2 separate regions of the Mus musculus genome follow, and region 2 is linked to region 1. A link is a contact called in public HiChIP or PLAC-seq data. All regions are on one chromosome and are shown on one strand. The core of a region is the stretch at or near the end of the contact, and the rest is flanking DNA. Distances in the headings are between cores, read along the strand shown.

Region 1 (6,923 bases), core at 1,501-4,000:
AGAATGTGCACAAAGACTTAAATCGCCCCCCCCCCCCCCACCACACCACTCCAAACCGGAGGGAGTCCCGATTAGCATCTAGAGCCTCTGGACATAAAGTAATTATCCTGTCACTTGAGCAGTTCCAGAGACGGCCTTCCAGAGTCCACATTCCCAGGCAGCAGATGGAGCTGTAATAATAAGCTGTGTGGCTTCCAGACTCCGTTTTAAAAAACTCTTTCAAAGTGGCTTTCATCCTAATTTCCTTCTTATTTCTACACTTACGAGAGAAAAAAAAAAGATGAATCACACGTTAGACTGATCTACAGTGATATTCACAGTAAGAGAAGGTCATTCCTGTTCGCTGGGACCAAGCACTCTGACCTTTTCTGTGCTTCAGCAAGGAAAACCTTCCCAAGCTTGGATGGGTTGGTTAGTCTGAGCTGAAGAGGTCAGCTCAGGGACTTTGGAAAATTCCACCAGACCCCTCCCCTCCTGGAAGAGAGAGGCCATTGAGCTCCTAGGTATAAAGAAAGCCCAGAGCAAGTAAACACATTCCTCAGAGTGCAGGGACCGTTGGACCCCCACAGTCAAGGAAAGCCCTTGATACCTCAGTCCCTAAATACTTTAAAGTTTAAAGGGCACACTGTTCCACCAATCATATTGTGCCTGGTTGCTGCTGCTCTGAAAACTGTATAAAAACTCACCGAATGGGCTGCGTGCACGAGGTCGCCACCTCTCCTTCAGGTGTAGGGTGATCCCAACACGTTGGAACAATAAATTCCTCTTGCTCTTTGCATCCATCCCCAGCTCTGAGGTGTTCACTCAGGGGGTCCCCGGTAAGCTAAAGCTTGTCAGAGTCTTCCAGAGCCAAAGCCAAAAGACAAGGAAAGTGGCTTAGACATCCATGGAGAGAATGGTTTTATGTAATTATCCTCCCTTCACTAGGAAGCTAAGCTGTGTGTTAATGGAGAGGAATAGTCCCTTCTCCACGGGGAAGCTAAGCTACTTCAGATAACTACTCTCTAAGTAAAAGAGATTTTGCGTGACTGCCGCACCCGGGGATCCATCCCATAATCAGCCACCAAACGCAGACACTATTGCATTTGCCAGCAAGATTTTGCTGAAAGGACTCTGATATAGCTGTCTCTTGTGAGGCTATGCTGGGGCCTGGCAAACACAGAAGTGGATGCTCACAGTCAGCTATCGGATGGAACACAGGGCCCCCAATGGAGGAGCTGGAGAAAGTACCCAAGGAGCTGAAGGGGTCTGCAACCCTATAGGTAGAACAACAATATGAACTAACCAGTATCCCCAGAGCTCGTGTCTCTAGCTGCATATGTAGCAGAAGATGGCCTAGTCGGCCATCAGTGGGAGGAGAGGCCCTTGGTCTTGCAAACTTTATATGCCCCAGCACAGGGGAACACCAGGGCCAAGAAGTGGGAGTGAGTGGGTAGGGGAGGGGGTATAGGGGACTTTTGGGATAGCATTTGAAATGTAAATGAAGAAAATACCTAATAAAAAATTGGGGGGAAAAGATTTTGCTAAAGAGCTAGTGGATGGAACCCAAAAGGGTGAGGTGGAAATCATGGTACCATTAAAAACAAATTGTTAAACATCTAGGTAACCACAACGGTCACCGACTGCGTGCAATACTAATTCGAGAAATATAAAATGGTGAAAATACATTAAAAACCAGAGGGGAGTAATGAGAACCTTCTTATCTCTCCAGGAGCTGAATAAACACACAATTATATCAGACACTATGACAGCATGCTAACAGTTTAGGAGTGATAAACAAAACACTAGATACAGAATGTAAAAAAAAAAAGTCCTTATTAGTGGGGGTGGAGCTAAGGATGTGGGGGTGGAGTCTCTAGCACTGTGACTAGTCAGTGCTAGAGAACCTTGCTGTGACTGGTGAAATTCTTTGACTCAGGTGCTGTGGTCTCACGGGTACTCCTGGCTGCTCTGAGGTCTGAATTTACAGGATCACTGGAGGAGGAGGAGGACTCCTCTCCCTCCCCTCCCCTCCCCTCCCCTCCCCTCCCCTCCCCTCCCCTCCCCCTCCCTCTCCTCTGTCCTCCCCTCCCTGTGCCCTGAATAAACTCTCTTCTATACTATAAAGTCATGTCTAGTCCCTCACAGAGAAGGGATGTCTCAGTATGGGCCCACAGAGGCACTCCCTTCCCCCACACCAAACATTCCTTCTCTCCTTCTCTTTTTATAAAACACAACAGTAGAGGGAATTTGGAAAGTAATATCCAAATTATTATTGCTAAAAAAAATTATTACTACCACACTGACGGTTTTTTGAAGCAATGCAAGCTAGGGGTTGGGGAGATGGGGAGTGGTCAGGAGCACTGGCTCTCCTAGCATAGGATGACAGTTCAGTTCCCACTACCACAGAGCTCACAGCCATCCATAGAGGGCTCCGTCCAGAGGATACGATACCTTCCTCTGGCCTCCGGGGGCACTGTATGCAAGTCCCACACAGACACACACGTGGACAAAACACTTATACACATTAATTACGACTAGATATATCTTTTAAAATGCAAACTCACGAAAATCTAAGGTGCATATCAAAACTCAGGCTCTACATCAGACTCTGAGAGCAGAAGCTCATCAGAGGGGGAAATGGCATCGTTGTATCGCTCTATTCAAGGAACTCTATCTAAATTCAAAACCCGCGGTTGGATAAGCAGCCTGTTTAAAAGACGTCTAAATTATCCAGGGTGTGCAATGCTTGCTTCCGCAACAAGGACCTTTTTTTGCCTTCACACACTGCGCTTTAAACTTCGTTCTGGAACTGTCTGGAAGGTGCCAAATACCAATAGCCTCTGGCTGCTCGTAAAATATTTAGAAAATATTCCATAAAAATCTCCAAACAGCAGCTGAGCTACTACATAATTGAGCAACTGGAAAACCGACTTTTACTCTCGTGATCAGGGGGTGGCAGGGATGAGTCTTCCAGAGCCCTGCAGGCAAACAGTGGGAGTGAGAGAGCCAGCGAGTGGGTGTGGCTCAGGGTCTAAGAGCCTCAGGACACAACTGGCCCTGCTTTGTTTCCCACGGGATTTGGGGCCAGAACTGTTTCCTGAGCTCATCATTTCTGCAAAATGGCACTTGGCTCCCCAGGGTCTCCTCCTTTTTTTTTTTTTTTTCTCGTTAATTTGTAGCAGCTTGTGGATGTTGGAGAGGGTGTGGATTTCCTTTGCATTGGTCAATAAGCAACTGTCTTCAGGCAGAATTGTTTGGCAGATTTATTTATTTATTTATTTATTTATTTTTATTTAGAGTACCTGGTTTTTAATTTTTCTAAGTCCTGGCCCTGAGACTCAGTTTCACTGTTCTAATATGAAAAGCACAATTTCTAGAAAGGGAGAATGGCTCAGTGGGTAAAGGTCCTTGTGGCCAAGCCCGACAGGCAGAGAGACAAACCTCCAGAACCCATAAAAGGAGGAAAGAGCTCACTCCTGTAAGTTGTTTTCTGAGTTCCACGTACGCACCACAGCGTGCGTTCCACACACAAGCAAGCAAATCAATAAATACTAAAAACAGGAAGGGGCAGAAAAGAGACAAGCAAGGTCAGCTTTGCACAGCTGTGTTCCAATATGTTTACGTTATATTCCGTGGGCACACGCAGGAGAACGGCTGGGTTTGTTCGTTTTTGATTTGTGTTTTGTGTTTCATTTGGGACAGGGTTTCTCGGTGTAGCTCCGGCTGTCCTGGAACCCACCAGGCTGCCAGGCATGATCTGTTATCCTCGCCTGGAGTACTGGCTAGAAGCAAGCTCTTGAAACAGGCAAGGTCCCGCTGGCATTTCCCATCTCTTCTTTGCCACCGGTGTTGGCCTCGAGGGAAATAACTGTTATCATATAAAGATGCAGGGGGTAGAAAGTCTCTGCCTGTTACCAAGAACTGGGTTAGAGGCGCATGGTTATACGACGCAGCCGTTCCATTGCTCAACGAGGCTCTTTCTTTTATGCTTTATGCTTATGATAAGGTCTCGCTGAGTGGCCCACACCAGCCCTTTTCAGCTCTCTTGCTGGTCAGCCTGTTCTGGCATTCTTTGTCTCTAACTCTCCTGTGACCTCCATACCCAGCCAGCAAGTACATGGGTGCTGGGGACCTGAACTCCTGTCCTTACACTTGGGGGGAAGCGCTTTACCTGCTGAGCCATCGGCTCAGCTCTGTTTTGTTTTGTTTTGTTTTGTTGTTTTGTTTTGGTTTTTTGATTTTTTTTGTTTGTTTTTTTCCAATTCTTCTCTTTAACTGGGCCACATACTATAAGCCGCTTCAAAACTACCGTCCCCTTTTACCCCTTAATAGCTATATACTTTTATAATCAAGTGCTACAATCTATGTTTTGATTAAAAGTGTAGTCTATTTGTATTTATTTTGACTATGGGAAAGATGAATTTAATTTCTTCTACCTTAATTTCACCTCCCATATGTGGTTTTTCGTCTTGCTTTTCTCTATTATTTTATCATTCTATTAAAATGAGTTCTGGTTTTTGCCCTGACTCCACCCCCACACCCCTGGCTCCACCCTCACATTACTGACTCCACCCTCACACCCCTGACTCCACCCTCACATTACTGACTCCACCTGGAGTGGCCAGGGATGTGGGGGTGGAGCTCTCTAGCAGTGACCGGTCACAGCGGTCACAGAGTGGCTCTCTAGCACTGAATAGTCGCAGTGTGGTTCTCTAGCACAGACTAGTTACTCACATTCGTTCTCTCTCAGAATCTGCTCTCTCCCGATGTCTCAAGTCGCTTTTCCGACCACTATAATCTGCCTACCCACATTTTCCCTTGCTAACATAGTGCCTGCATTCATCAAGTTCAGAAAAGTAAGCTGGTGTGCTGGATTCTGGCCAACTGCAGAGAACGTCTCTGCAGCTGCTGGGAGACTGTAGGAGACAGCCTTGTAACATCTCTGCGCAACTGGCGACATACACAAATGGTTTTAAAGTCTTGAGTTATTCCTGAAGCAAGTAAGCACGTCTCCATCTGCTTCATTGTTACTGTGACACTAAAGAAAATAATTTATATGGAAACTATATATGTGAATATATATATATATATATACATACATACATACATGTACATGTATATATGACATGATATTATCATTTCAGCCAAAGGCTCACATTTCTGAAACAGCCAGAAGTATAGGAAATTAGATGGAGTGGTCCAAGATGAAGTCATGTACATAATTTCCAGAGAAGGAGACTGCCACGCCTAGGTCATACACCTCTTCTTTGAGTTGGGGATTTGCATCAAAAAACCAAGCGCAGTCTATACGCCATGCGTCTGTAAGGAAACGGAGGCAGAAGAGCCGAACTGATGACAGAACTTCCATTGACTTCTCTTAATTAACTCACTCCAGGGAAGCAAATGTAATCTGCTCTCCCTAGAGCCTCCCAATGTGTCAGAAGTCTATGTGTTTTCATTACACGAATTGCTTCACCAGCGGCCACAGTGGGAAGCCCCAGCGCTTTGCAAACCTGCATTGATGCAACAATTTATTTGGAAGCCAATAAGAGGAAGAGTCAGCCCAGAAAGTGTAATGGACCCAGCTTGAACTTCTAGCCAACACCATTGAGCACCTGTTAGTGATCGTAAAGAAGTTAGAGGCGCTAGAACACACTGTACTGCATCCGATGCCCGGCGGCCACGGTGAATTTATGCTTAGCCCCCTAAGCACATTAGGCTTACATTCTCGTGCAATTTCCACACCTTCTCTACATGCTGTACATTCTCCACAAGTTAGCCTCAGAAAAGCAGACCTTCCCCCCACAGGACTCACAAAGGCATTCAGGGTGTCCCAAAATTTGAAAGGAACTAGGGTCAATAAATTAGGGGATGTAGAGAGGGAAAAAAATTGGTTGGGTAGGAATAAAAAAAAAATTGTGGGCCAGCAAGATGGCTCAGCAGGTAAAGGTGCTTGAGGCCAAGTCCAAGGTCATGAGTTCAATCCCCAAGACATACAGAGTGGAAGGAGAGCGTCAACATTCACAAGTTGTCCTCTGACCTCCACAGCCATACTGTGATACACACATGTCCGGGCCACCCCCGGTTAATAACTGTAATAAAAATCTTTTGCTTGGGAATAGACATATTAAGCACAGTGATAACAAAATAAGTCGTGAGAAAAAAAATATTTGCATTATTTGTCACAATGAAAGAGTTGGTGCATAAAGAGCTTTGATACAAAAGAGCTTCTCACCACAGGAAGTAAACGTTTTGTTAGGGACCTAGGGAAATATGGGCGCAAGCAGTAAGAGAATGCAAATGAAAAACGTCATCACTGGACACGTCCCACCCTTAGAAAGGCAAACTGTGAAACGTCTGACAAAGGAAATGGGAAGAAATGGTGGATCCTAGTAAAATTATTAGACGAATTTTTTGCTTTGTTTCCATGACACCAGAGAGGAACCCTGAGATTTCAAACGCTGGAAAAACAGGAACCTACACACAAAAGATTCATTATGCAGCTGTTTGAAGTAGAAAAGGGCTGAAGCCACCCAGCGTTCATCTGTGAGGTGTGAAATAAGCCACAGCCCGGGGAGACCCACTCAGTCCATCACCATCACTGGAAACCTTGTTAACATGGGTGGTGCCTGGGTCCCAAGATGGGCTCCTGCAGGTGGACACCCAGCTTGTCCCTTATTTTATAGGTTTAATTTGGAAGAACACAAACATCTTACTTTGCTATAATAAAAAACAAACAAACAAACAAACAAAAACGTAAAAATAGCACGAAGCAAATAAACTAGAGTGGCAGAGCCACTCAGAGCCACGGCTCTGCGGACGATCTCCAAGCACGTTTGGCTGTGAAGTTCCAGCACGAAAGAGCTCACAAAAAAACAGAGGGTGAGGGGTAAATGCCAATCACCTCAAAGCTCTTCCAGTCAGCCTGCTGTTGGCAGGGG
Region 2 (6,923 bases), core at 3,090-5,589, 460 kb before region 1:
ATTACTTTATAACTAATGTGAAGGGGAAGGAAACAAAGAACAGGAACGGAATAGACTATACAAGCTTGTGGAGATTAACAGGTCGGTTGTTGTCTGATATGTTCAGAGAGAACTGCACTAGGCTACGAAAACCGGAAATGTCACCTTGCCCTTTGAAATGTTTTAAAGAAGCCAAAGTAGAGTTAAAGTATTAATCCGCTTAACAAATGCCGAACAGGTGAGTGAGAGAACAAGGAAGCCTTAGGAGAGTGGGGGCAAGCCAAGGGCTCAGAACAAAAGCCCAGTATCTTCAGTGACCCATTAATGTCCCAGTCTGCATCCTTATCTTAGAGGCCATGTAACTGTGGGAGGCAATTTCTATACACAGGTGACCTTCTCTTTAGGTCTGGTGCTCTTGGAGGTAGAAAGGGCAGAGACAGGAAATGCCAACACCCCAGGAATGATGAGGGAGCTAGAGGCTGACAGCGCCAGAGTTAGGAAAGTCTGCCTGACAGAAGCTGGTAACTCAGTTGTTGTGGTTTCTTACTGATTGTAACTTAGGGAAAAACCTCATCATTGCAATGATTCATGGATTGAGTCATTTAAAAATATGTGGAAAAATGTATACAGACGGTTTGTGACAAATTTAGAAAGGTTAACAGACCACGTGTAGAGATAGATAGATAGATAGATAGATAGATAGATAGATACATACATACATACATACATACATACATACATACATAGAAAGATAGATACATAGAAAGATACATAGATAGATACATAGTTGGATAGATATATAGATACATAGAAACATAGGTAGATACATAAATACATAGTTGGATAAATAGATACATAGTTAAATACATACATAGAAACATAGAGATATATAGATATATAGTTGGATAGATATATAGTTGGATAGATAGTTAGTTAGTTAGATAGATAGATAGATAGATAGATAGATAGATAGATGATACATACATAGGTTCATAGATAGGTACATAATACATAGATAAGTAAGAGATACATTGACATAGTTCATATATTCATATACATGACAGAGGGAGTCTCTGGATACTTACAAACATATTTTTGTCCTCCTAGGGAAGAGAAAGAATAGTTGAAGACTAAAACAGGCTGTGGTAGGGTTGCCAAGCTTCAAAGAAAACAGAAGGGTTGGGCAATGCCAGTGCACTAAGATAACCTTATTAGGGCCCTTGGGAAGACTACTAGAATAAAACTACCTGAAGTGCAAAATTAAAGTGTTACTCTCCTTTGATCGTTATTGGCTCTTGTTAATGGCCAGGCATCTCAACTCTTCTTGCTTTAATTCACCCTTAACTTCTTTTTTTTCTCTCTTATACCATACTGTATGTATGTTTATACAAAACCTTATTCACATTTACCATACCATGTGACCTCAGCACACTCGTACTACTGGGTGTGTCATCCATCGGTCCCTACTGGATGCCGTCACTAAGAACACATGTTGGGCAATACCGCCCCACCTTGTCTGATGGTTTGATGGTTTGGGCTTTGCAAGTCCAAACCTAAAGAATCCAAACACTACCCATGAGATTCTTCTTCCAGAACACGGACATTTGACTAAATACGTTTGGGAAAGGGGTGGGATTCATACTGTTGTTTTAAATTAGCACTCACCGGTAAGATTGTGAACTTTTCCTAAACTGGTCTATTGACACAAATGATTTGTAAACTATTGCTATTGTTTACCAGAATTAAAAACACACAGCATTTCCATTTCTGCGCTGTATATGTACTATTAGGTAGGATGCAGAAGGAGATACACCCAAGTCAGCTCATCACAGCGCTCTGGAAAATACATGAACATGCAAACCAAGTTCAACTGCCCATTGACTAGATAGTGGATTCATAAAATGATAACAGTAAATAAAAAAATTCCGTGTAGCAATGAGAATGAACCCACTGTGTTTCATATGACAAACATACGTCTTATAACATAATGCTGAACATCAGAAGTGCCCAACAAGAAATGCACATTGAATCATTTCATTCACATAAATGCCATGGAGAGACAAGCTAGTTGATAAATATTAATCCACCGTGATATATCAAGGGCAGTGCTGGCAAGAGACCCAAGGCAGTGCCCAGGAGGAAGCACACAGGGTTTCTTGGGTATTTTACTAGATTTTCCTTTTCTTAAAAAAAAAATGCTGGGCAGTAATTTGATGGGTATTTGCCTTCGGACAGCTCAATGACCTGTAAAATTGTATAGAGTGTTTTGTGTTCTCAAAACAACATTTTAAAGACATAACGGGGCCAGTGAGATGGCTCAATGGGTACTGATGACCAAACCCAATGGCCTCATTCCATCCCCAGACTTACATCGTGGAAAGGGAAAAATCAAGTCCTGTAGATTGCCCTCTGATCCCCTGCACACACACCATGGTGCATACCTACCCACACACATAAATAAATATGGGAATATAAAAATAGGAAAGAAGCCAAGAATCAGCGTGATGTTTCTTATGCACAGAGAGGGTGTCATATAGAAATGTCCCAATATTTCAAGGTTAAAATTCAACTCTAAAGAGTCAGACTTGGAATGAAAAAGTTTCAGAGATAACTTAAGCCGGTGGTTCTCAACCTCTGTGTTTCGCAATGAAAATATTATGCCTGGGGTCACCACAACATGAGGAACTGTGTTGAAAGGTCTCAGTATTAGGAAGGTTGTAAACCACTGGCTTAGGCTTATATACTTCCGTTTATGTGTGTACAAGGGACATTTAAGGATAGTCTAAGTCAGTTTTTAAGAGATCTGTTAGTAAATGCACATTTAAAATGCTAACCATCAAGAAGGCAGAGCGACATAACTTAATTGGCAGGCTCGGTCTTAGTTGTAAGTAAAGTTATAGCATGTTTTACAATAAATGCCTTCGTAGATTAGATGCTACATAATGCTATTAAAGATGTTCTTTGTAAGTCAAACATATCTAACCAGAGGGTTTTGGTTGCGGTGGCACTGAGGAGTTGGCTCAAGCACGCAGATTTATCTGCCTCTGAGTCCCTATGATGTTTCAAAGCTCGGCAATCCTTTACTTGTAACTAAGCAAAGGTGACAGATAAAGGTGACAGATAAACGAAAAAGCCAAACAAAGGAGCGTAGAGTTGGCCTGGAGAGAGAGCTGTGCCCGTCTTTGCAAGCTCGCCCGTGGCCGTTGTTCATCAGGGCTCTACCTGCGTGGGCTAATTACGAGCACTGGTTATGACAGTCGGCGGCGCAGCAGCTGTAGCTTCCGTCTCCCACGGTGTTTCTGTGTTATCCGTGTGCTTGTGCTCCTGCACTGCCACGCCACGAGACGCCAAGCCAAGGAGAGTCCTCTCTAGCACCCAACAAATGTTAAAACTGGAATAGTCGGTCACCGAAGTCCCTGAAGGACACACCCTCATACTGTGAGCACCAGATTTAGTTGTGGATGCAGGACGGCTCAGCTTGCCTTACCAAAGATGCCAAGGAGCCTCAGGACCTCCCAATCTCAGTCCACATTCATTGACTGCTTTCTACAAACACTGAGCTGAAATATTTTTTCCCAGGGCTGCGGTTCTGGCGCCCTGTTCTTTGTCTTCCACGGATACTCGGCTTGCAGCTGCCTCAGCTCCGTTTGACCCCCGCAAGCACTTCCGGACATCTCCAGCAGGTGGCTCAGCTACGCTCGGTAACTTGTCCATTCTCAGTGATTACTAAGGCAGTCTCCTGCCTCCTACCCTATGTGCGCTTCATCAGCCAAGGGCACCCTCACCGGCACTGTCCTCTGATCGATCCGACCCTCTGGGGTTTCCAGGCTTCTCTAGAGAAAAGGAGCCTTGTCTCTTTTGAGACTATGTCTGTTAAAGTCCTATTCAGTCCAAACTGTTGGCACGCTAATGTCTCAGAGCTGAAAGCGATCTCTTTCGGGCTTTAGTCTGCCCCACCACCACACTGCACCTGTTTAGTCATCTATCCTATGGGGACTATGACTTTCCCCTTTGTCTCAATCGAGCCTCTGAAACCTCCCCTCTCCCCAGCTTTGGAACTCTGCAAGCAAAAGTTTCCTTGGTGTCACCAAACTGTCTCCTCAGTCAGTCGTACAAATGTCTCCTACAAATGCCCTGGATGGGGTGCTTGATTTTAAACCTGACATTTCAACTTGGATGGTTTGTGTGAAGTCTCAAAATGTCCATGAGCATTTCAAGGTTAGGTAGTTTGCTGGTGGCCTAGCCTATGAATGCCTGGCTACTGTAGGGAAGTCAGGACTGGCCCTAGAGTGGAGCAGGCTCGGTGGTACTTCCCTGGTCCACCAAAAGCAGGAGGGCAGGACTGTGGGCTTGCTCAGCCACTTTGGAAGTAACATTATCCAGTTAGCTCCGGTTTTGCGCCACCTTCTGTGTCTAGGCTTTCCCAGCACAAGCCTACTCACGAGGTGGTTGCTAGTTTTTCTTCTTAAGCCAAACCATTAATGTTTATCAGACCGATATTTTAAATTACTGCATCTGCCTTTATGCCTGGCTCTCCTGGGAGCCTTCACAAGCCTACAGAGCTCAGCGGGCATGCCCGGGCTTGTGCAGATTTCACGAGTGTTTACACTAAGGAAAATGCTGTCCTGGGTGAAAGACAGGCACAGCAGGTGACCTCTCTCCTTGGCTTTTTATGAAGAGTCGTGTCCCTTAACTATTAAATTTAAAAGGCATCATTTTGTGTTGGAAATCCATTAAATAGTGGAGGACACCATGGGTGTGAGAGAAACCATACAAAGAGGGCAGTTTATTTGATGCACACGGGGTCATCTTATGAGAATGAAGGTTTTTTGTTCCTTGTTTTGTTTTTTTTTTGTTTGTTTGTTTGGTTTTTTTTTTTTGGGAGATGCATATATTTTCAGGTAAATCTCTGCTCTGGGCAATTTCTCACGGAGGAGACATGTAATGAATAAAACAGTAGCGTTTATGTGGTTTTGAAATTGCTCAGACAAGCAGTTATTTATTTACTTTGTGAGTTAAACACCTGCTTCTGGATTGAGGCAGGCAGGGGCTTCCCTGAGGGGACTCGGGGGTCTTGGGGTGGGGCGGCTAGGAATGAGCCTTCCTTCTAATGCTGCTCGGCATTCTAGGACAACTGATCACAGCTCGCTTCAGTGGGTGAGGGCCAGAAAGCAAATTACACAAATCTGTCCGCTAAACCCATTAAGTCCAGAAATTAAATAAGAATTAGGCTCGGTAAATAGAGAAAGGAGGGCTTACTTTAAGTTGATTGAATCTTCTAGCAAGGCATAGTCAAGTCAGCTGACCCTCTAAGCCCCCTCTACTGGCAACTGTCAGAACTGTGTGGCTTGAAAAAACAGATTTTGAAGTGGCCTTGCTGGGGTGTTCGTTATGTGTTGTTATTTTGAGAATTCAAATCTTTCCCTTTTAATTTCAGCCATAGTTTTTGCATGATTATCTTGATCTCATAATTTCTGCTTAGGTTCTGGAAAGGGAATGAATAATTCATCTCTGACTTACAATTCTTGAAACTAATTATTGGGGGGAGGGGGAAAGATAAGAATTTTAAAGAGATTGCCCAGGAGTAGGCTAATAAGTCACTTAGGTTTCTGCTCTGTTTTGTTTTGATAATTTGGCCTGCTCAGTTAACTAACATTCATTGGTTCTTTAATCCCGACAATATTCACCCGAGGAAATCAAACAGCTTTTACATGCATGTCTCTGGTCCAATATGTACTTCCCTTCCCTTCCCTTCCCTTCTTCCCTTCCCTTCCCTTCCCTTCCCTTCCCTTCCCTTCCCTTCCCTTCTTCCCTTCTTCCCTTCTTCCCTTCTTCCCTTCCCTTCCCTTCCCTTCCCTTCCCTTCCCTTCCCTTCTTCCCTTCCCTTCCCTTCCCTTCCCTTCTTCCCTTCCCTTCTTCCCTTCCCTTCTTCCCTTCCCTTCCCCTCCCTTCCCTTCCCTTCCCTTCTTCCCTTCTTCCCTTCTTCCCTTCTTCCCTTCCCTTCCCTTCCCTTCCCTTCCCTTCCCTTCCCTTCCCTTCCCTTCCCTTCCCTTTCCTTCCCTTCCCTTCTTCCCTTCCCTTCCCTTCCCTTCTTCCCTTCCCTTCTTCCCTTCCCTTCTTCCCTTCCCTTCTTCCCTTCCCTTCCCTTCCCTTCCCTTCCCTTCCCTTCCCTTCCCTTCCCTTCCCTTCCCTTCCCTTCCCTTCCCTTCCCTTCCCTTCCCTTCCCTTCCCTTCCTCAGCCTCTGCCTCTGGATTTCCCAACCGCCCCTGTACCTGCTGCCCATTGCTCCCCCCCCATACCTGCCCATTGCTCTCCCCCAACCCCTGTACCTGCCCATTGCCCTCGGGGGAGACTCTGCATTTCTTTCCCGCCCAGGCCAGCCAGCACCACTTGCTTCTGAGTCTACAGTTTAGCATCTTACCTAATTGTCTTAGTGAGTAAGCGAAGTCTTGATACCAGGCCATAAACAGTTTGCCAACCAGCTACCTTCTTGGGGCACTGGAGATAACTTCGTGAGCATGGTGTATGTTTCGGAGGCTTGGAGAACGCTCCATTTTCAAACAGCCCATGGCCTGCAGTTGCCATACCAGACCTGTGAGGACTGTGAGAACTGACCGAGTCAGCTTCACTGCAGCACCCAGCTCCGAGGGCCTCTGGCATTTCCTTGGCTTCGTGTAGCAGGGTGCAGCCAGCCTCTTCTGCTTCATGTGACCCAGAGGACACAAACAAGGCCATTCATTGAAAAGCCCAAACCTCAGTGTGGCTTTCCTCCCCACACCAGCATGCCTGGCAGGTTGTCTTCTCGGAGACTCTTCTCAATCTCTCTCCTGCCACTACAAATACCCCAACTTTGAAAGTTAGCTAGGAGAAGGTTGGGGGGAAAGGGAGCAAGGATGGGGGACAGGGGCTCCTTAGTTTCAAAAACATTTCTGGGATTAGTTTT

Evidence for each region. HiChIP or PLAC-seq counts read pairs in DNA pulled down with a chosen protein or histone mark.
Region 2: an H3K27ac HiChIP or PLAC-seq map of embryonic stem cells shows a contact between it and region 1, with 6 times the contacts expected there. The contact joins two enhancer-like sites. A contact is called at or near these places in 2 of 484 Hi-C or Micro-C datasets (forebrain and uterus), 4 of 115 datasets of contacts at active chromatin or transcription factors (embryonic stem cells, epiblast stem cells and stem cell-derived neural progenitor cells) and 1 of 9 other capture datasets (embryonic stem cells).

Annotation. Positions count from the first base shown.
Region 1 is chr15:96,485,193-96,492,115 of GRCm38.p6, reverse strand. No RefSeq gene overlaps it. Among named protein-coding and RNA genes, the nearest start is that of Gm41392, 5.8 kb to the left of the region's middle. Within about 2 kb of position 2,750, at least 74 of the 459 cell types and tissues checked have an H3K27ac peak or open chromatin away from gene starts, as enhancers often do. A contact at or near this core is called in embryonic stem cells, where this site is marked.
Region 2 is chr15:96,950,332-96,957,254 of GRCm38.p6, reverse strand. No RefSeq gene overlaps it. Among named protein-coding and RNA genes, the nearest start is that of Gm32840, 90 kb to the left of the region's middle. Within about 2 kb of position 4,339, at least 63 of the 459 cell types and tissues checked have an H3K27ac peak or open chromatin away from gene starts, as enhancers often do. A contact at or near this core is called in embryonic stem cells, where this site is marked.